Linked DNA regions of Mus musculus: region 1 is linked to region 2. The links are chromatin contacts, called in public promoter capture Hi-C maps. All regions are on one chromosome and are shown on one strand. The core of a region is the stretch at or near the end of the contact, and the rest is flanking DNA. Distances in the headings are between cores, read along the strand shown.

Region 1 (3,067 bases), core at 429-2,928, 190 kb before region 2:
TCTCCTAGTTCCCAATTCTCTGCCCGACTTGGTGTTTCCACATTCTGGACACAATTCTGAGTTTCCCTGTTCTCGAACCACACTCTCTTTTCCTGGCCCCAAAAGCTTGCTATAGGGTGCAGTTACATGCCATTCCGAGGCCGTAAGATCAGTCCAGGATCATCGTAGGTGCCAGCTCTTTCTGGCCTTGGAGGCCCCTGGAAGTGGTACATTCTGGCTCTGGAAGCTGGCCAAGGCTGCAAGGACCTTCCCAGAAAGTGACTCCATTCTCATCTCCTCTGGGGCATGCTGTGCTGGGGTCAGCTTCTGAGCAGCAACTTCTGGAGGCCAGGAGGCCATGGGGTGCTGAGTTCAACTTTAGGGACAGCATGAGGAACCTCGAAGGCACCAGCCCGCCAGGCTGACGAGCCTTTATCTGATCAGGACGGTTGCTACGAACACTGATTACTGCAAAGGACTCAAAACTGGCCCTTGGGAATCTCGAGAGTTTATTCAAGAGTTACTGAGGCCAAAAATTACCCAGTGTGATCATGGCTCATATCTGTAATCGTAACAATCTAGAAGCTGAGCCAGGAGGATTACTGCGAGTTTGAGTCCAAGCCAGGGTGTCTAACCTTCACCCCCTCAAAAAAAATTTTTTTTTAATTTAAAATTCACCCCTTACCACCAGAGGAAAAGTTATTGTGGAGTGTCACATATACATGCATATCTATATCAAAAGCGGGTGTGTGTGTGTGTGTGTGTGTGTGTGTGTGTGTGTGTGTGTGTGTGTGTGTGTGTGTGTAGCTGGCTTCTAACCTGCTATGTGTCTGCTTCTTGCTTTGAACTCCCTGCATCTTTCCCCCAAATGATGGCATTTCAGAAGAACACCAACCACAGTCTGCCTTCAATAGATATTGTTTTAAGCAAGTTTTGTTATTTTAAGAGTTAATTATATCTGTTTGTGAAAGCGATGAAACAAATGAACAAATAAAAAATACTGTTGATGCTGAAACTTGAAATCAAACTCAAATTTTGGAGTGCTCAGACAAGTGCCATTGGTCCATTAGTCTGGACCAGCAGGCAAATTCCCCGGGTCACTGAAAGATTCTGCCCTGTGCCTGCCCATCCAAGTGAGACAAGCATGCCTGGTGGCAGTTTGTTTTGCCTAGAATGAACTATTCAGTTCTCAGTCCTGCTGGGGGCGAAGCTGGGCGAATGGATGGCACTTTTAAATCATTTTTTGGTGGCTAAAGCTAAGGCTGCCTGCAGAGCTGATACTTTCCATGTTTTCATATCTGATAAGCCTCCTCTTTGAGGGTCTGGGGGTCGGTTTTTGCAAGTTCCGCTTTCTGGTGGAGTCTTGGGGGATCCACATATGGCGTGAGTTTGGCACATCTTCACTGCGCTCACCCGTAGGAGCAGCTCCGGAGGAGTGGGGAGTGGTGTGGAGGGTCTGGGGGAGGGTGGTCCTGAATGGGAATGGCCGGAGTGATGGAGGGTCCCAGGTAGGGATGATCCGGGCAAGGAGGGTGGGGGTGAAGAGGGTCCTGGATGGGGAGGGTCCCCGCCTCAGGCGTCTGGGGTGCCTGCAGTTTCCTGCCAGGGCGCGGCAGTGTCCGCCCCAGGCCACAGCGCAGCGCAGCGGAGGAGAAACGCGATAGGAGGCAGCAGCTGGCCTCCCACCACCCTAAAAATAATCCACTCGCCGGCTGCTGACCCGGGAGGAAAACTTGTCGTCCCATGGAGTGCGTGAGCTCCTCGGCTTGCTACAGAGAGATCCCCAACCACTCTGAGGAGTCACTGGCTGTAAGCTGTTGATTTTGATCTAGTATTCCGTCAGTAAAGGCATTCGCTATTTCTAGGATTCAGGGGACTTGCTGGCGAGAAGGTGGGATCAGGTTTCCAAAGTTTGACTTACACAATCCTGCCGGCTGGAGCCGAAACCGGCTGGAAACAGGGAAAGATGTCACTGATATATATATAGAGAGAGACTTTGTTAGCCATTCCCCTTTACAATTCACGCAGCAGCTTTTTCTCTACTAAATTTGTTACTCTTTGCTCTTTAGGAGAAATTTACATCTTCAGACGGTGGGCAGGCTGTTGGTAGCTCAAGTGCACCAGTAGGGGGACTAAGCCCTGGAGCCAAAGCCAAGGTATATTTATTTATTTATTTATTTATTTATTTATTTATTTATTTATTGTTTGCTTGTTTGCTCCGCGTTGGTTACAGTGTCTAAAAACAATCTTATCTGCGCAGGGGTCCCCAGCATTGTCTTTCTTGTGTCACAGAACGTCATAGCCCCTGGAGGGTAAACGCATGGACTAAGACTCGATAATGGATCAAGTCCGTGGTCATTTTCTTGCTAGGAAATTTCCTACTTGGATCTGTATAGAACCAGCCAGACAGCTAGTTAGACAGCCAGACACATCTACGCATTTTGTGAGGTCTCCACTGAGCAAGTTCAGTGAAACGATTGCAGCATTTGCTTTGGCGGAGGGTGGACATCCTGGGCACGTCGTGGGTGGGTCGTCGCTGCCTTAGGTGCCTTTCAGAGGTGAGCTTCTCATTCAGGATGCTTTGCCTAAGCGCTCAGTAGCTCAGGGGTGAGTTGTTCCACATGCAAGAAGGAAAGCTATCCCGTGCATGTTTGCTTTAGATGTGTCCAGAGCCCGAGCTTGGCTGACACTGTCAATGGGGTCACAACTGACAGTCGCTGCCGGGTGAGCAGGGAGGTGGCTGCTTCTCACTCAGTCTTAAGTGGCTGGCAAAAGTAACTAGCGTTTAGTTCCTGATATCTTTTAATATCTTAGCAGTTTTTGGAATTACTTCAGTTAACCTTTGTTCCTCTGTAGAAGTATCAGAAGAGTTGATAGATACATTACTAGAGTTTTGAACGGATACCATGTTTTATGCATACCAGGGGCTGGGGAACGTCTCACAGTGCAGGGCCAGGGCCAAGCACGCTGCTGTTGCTATTCTCCGCAGGAAACAAGAGGACTCCTCTTCCCTCTGTGTTCTGTCCTGCAGGCTACCCCACAGCCAAAGTCTCACTTTTGATCTGTTTTGAAGTTGGCTCCTTCCAAG
Region 2 (3,390 bases), core at 647-3,146:
TGCACAGAGCAGCTATGCCATGATCCACACACACACACACTCTCTCTCTCCCTCTCTCCCTCCCTCTCTCCCTCCCATTAAAGCTGGTGTTTCTCTGTGTAGGCCTGGCTGACCTAGAACTCCGTTTCTAGACCAAATTGGCCTTGAACTCAGAGACCTGCCTGTTGTCTGTCTCTGCCTCCCGAGTTCGGGGGACTAAGGGCACGAGCCACCTCGCCCGCTCAGGAGCACATTCTGCGTGATCACTTGCTGATGTTTGCAACCCTCTAGCAGTGTGCACATTGCCATTAGCAGGCATCCTGTCTTGTGTGTCTTGGTCCCTGCAGCACTACTCCTACATAGGAACATTCTCCGTACATAGTTTTAAAGGAGGAAACCCCAGCCTCTCTTTTGCTATTTCAGTTTACATTTGGGTTCGGTTTTATAACCCGCCTCACTCCCCGAGAACAATATACTTTAACTTTAGCCCTTGTTGCCTGCATGTTTCCTAAGCATTTACCTTGCAGATGGAAAGCTCTATTCTTTCCCTAAAATTCCCCCTAGCCACCCCTTCCCCTTCAGCTCCTGGTACTGATACTCTTTTTCACTGCTGGGATTCAAACCCCAAACACTAAGGCTGTACTCTACCCCAAAGTCCCATCCATAGCTGCCTGTCACATCTCTATCAAAGAGTCTCCTTTTCTTCAATTCCTACAATTCCTTCTACTCCCCAGTAATGTGATAGCTCTACCCAGACTCCCCCAAATTTTCAGTAAAATTGGGGCAGAGGGCAGCACCCAAAGAGCACAGTTATATTCACACTTACACCTTCAATGCTTGGCAGAGGGAAGTTCTATTTATAGAGTTAGTAGTCGTTGACAAGAGGTACACACTTAAAGAAAACAAAAGGCAAATTCTCACACAGCAACTCCAGTGAGCTTGCTAGATGGGGAAACAATTTTATCTTAAGAAAACACAACTGCCCTAAATTTTCACAACACTTCTGATTGCTTAATCCATGCTGGAATAAGGAACCGGGCACTGGGCTGGATGAGACAAAGAGCTAAGAATGTGGGAAGACAATTACAGGGCTGGGGATGCTACTCCCTGCTAAACTGTGAGCTCCTGGGTTCTATGCGAAGCGCTCTCTCTCTCTCTCTCTCTCTCTCTCTCTCTCTCTCTCTCACACACACACACACACACACACACTGTACCAGCTCAGCGACTCCTAGGGAAGTTACATCTTTCTTAGGGTTCTTATTTTTTCTCCCTGGGGCCAGGCTTTTTCTTGGGACCTTGCAGTTTCCTGGAGGAACTGTGAAAGGCAGAAATCAGGCACCTTCGATCTTGTTGGGCAGCTATTAGTTGAATTAGGTGTGGGGAGAGGGGGAGGGGCGGTTACTGTCTTATTGAAGGAACTTTAAATGACCAAAAATCTGTTCTCTTCTGGGTTAGTTTGTTTTTGTTTGTTTGAAACAGTCTTAATGGAGAGGCCTAGGCTGGTCTCAAACTCCTGACTTCCCTCAGGACTCAGCCTTACCAGTGCTGGGATAACAGGCGTGTATAAACCCCCACTTCTGAAAAGAGTTCAGAAGCTCCGAGGCCTTTTGGAGTGATGTATCAGTAGCATCTTAAGCAAGGCGACTGCTCTAAAGTGGAGCCGGAATGCAACCTAGACATAGGTTTCTATTAGCACAAGATGGAGACCGTACAGAAGGCCAGAGAGGCAGGTTTACGGAATAAGTGCCTCAGCGGAAGGTGACCTCTAACTTTAGAGAGCGGGGGAGAGCGCGTGCACACTCCAGCCTTGTCCTTGAAGGAGATTGAACGAGCCGAGGGGAGGGATAGACCCGTCTCGGGTTTCCAATCACAATGGAGAAAGCTAGGAGGCTGGAGCGCCGCGGCCCCGCCTCCTCCTCCTCCTTCTTGTAGAGCCGGAGTCTGCGATCCGCAGAGCAGCAGCCTGCTGACTTTGCAGTGGCTCCCCTGCCTCAGCGCGCCGCAGAGCCTCCTCTTTTCTGGTAGGTCTGAATCCAGGATCCCAAAACCTGACTTAACTGAACATCAGGGTGTGTGTTGTGGGAGTAGGGAGTGCAGAGGTGTTATTGTTTGGCAGAACAGGAGGAAGGAGCTACGTACGACACATCCACTCTTTGGGGCCTTTGTCCCTGAGCATTCATGCCCCTACCTATTTCTTCTTTGTGGTTTTGGGTGGCAAGCCGAGCGAGCAGAGGTGCGCAGCTGAGCTCCCGACTCGGTCTGCACCTTGGTACAGCCTGAGCACAGGGTGGTCTCGGGCCTGTGTGCTATCAATAGAAAGACTTGTAACGTAAGGTAAGTCAAACCTAGTCTCTTCAAGTCCTTGGCAGTTAGCACATCACCCATCAGCTGCGATGCAGCCTGGGGCGCAAGCCAGGGCAGCGCGCCCAGTGGCCGGGGAACCGAGCAAGGTCTAGGTGGGTCCCTGTGAAGGTTGGAAGGTCTTGCACCTGGTGATGGAGAACGGTCCCAGCTATTTTAGCAATGAGGATAAAGGAAAGTTCGGTCCGGAACACCAGGCTTCGTCCCCTCTCACGCTGCCCGCCCTGCAGCCGGGTACTTGCTGGGCCTCTTTAGATGCGCTAGGATTTTGTTTACTTCTTGTGCTAAGTGTGGAAGCCTAGGCTTTCCCCCTGGAGACCGTAATCGAGGTGTGCGCTGGTGTCTCCCTCGTGACCTGCTTTGCACAGGAGGAAAGGTGGCTTGGGTGTCACGGAACTGAACAAGCTCCGACAGCACCTGGGGTCGGGGGTAGGGTGAAGGATATGACTGGTTTTAATGGAGAAATTGGAGGCCATACCCGGGCATTAAGAGTTAACATAGGTGATTCTCTGCGGAGTCGTCCTTAGCCTCTGACCTAGACCACTGGTTCTTATCCACAGGAGATGGGAATGTGGGGGCACCCTGAGGCGAGGGTGTTTTTTCCTGTTCCTTTCTCTCTACAGTCAACTCCCTGATTTGACACAGGCTTGCTACAACGCAAACTATTTTCTTCTCATTCTCTATCACTGTGGGAGGTGGGGGTGGGAGGAGAATACACGCTGAACTTCAGTCTAGATATCTGCCTGTGCTTGCTGGATCTTCAACACTGCCGCTTTTGAAATTCCCCAAAGCGATTTAAAATGTTTTCAGGACAGCTTCAACGTTCCAGCGTTTCAGATAGCATCCCAGGATGATGGAGGGTGACCTTGGCCTCTCCTGACTCTCCTACCTCCACCTCCCAAACGTTGGGACTCCAGGCCTTCCTAATGTTCTCTGGAGCCTATCAGATTTTAAGCCAACTAACAAAAATAAACTTGGTGTGGGCAGGCTTTGGGGAGGCTCTGCTTTTCTTACTGTTGAGGCTACTCAGCTGAAACTGCCTAAGACACA

Evidence for each region. Promoter capture Hi-C pulls out the DNA fragments that hold promoters and counts their contacts.
Region 1: a promoter capture Hi-C map of liver shows a contact between it and region 2, with 5 times the contacts expected there. The contact joins the promoter of Abcc9 here to the promoter of Ldhb in region 2. A contact is called at or near these places in 10 of 39 promoter capture datasets (the HPC-7 cell line, cranial neural crest, embryonic stem cells and 6 more), 1 of 115 datasets of contacts at active chromatin or transcription factors (embryonic stem cells) and 3 of 9 other capture datasets (adipose tissue, liver and pancreatic islet).

The regions. Positions count from the first base shown.
Region 1 is chr6:142,700,885-142,703,951 of GRCm38.p6, reverse strand. Abcc9 (ATP-binding cassette, sub-family C (CFTR/MRP), member 9) reads left to right here and starts at 1,678. Exons shown (of 40, transcript NM_011511.2): 1 at 1,678-1,788; 2 at 2,049-2,135.
Region 2 is chr6:142,506,463-142,509,852 of GRCm38.p6, reverse strand. Ldhb (lactate dehydrogenase B) reads left to right here and starts at 1,896. Exons shown (of 8, transcript NM_008492.3): 1 at 1,896-2,000.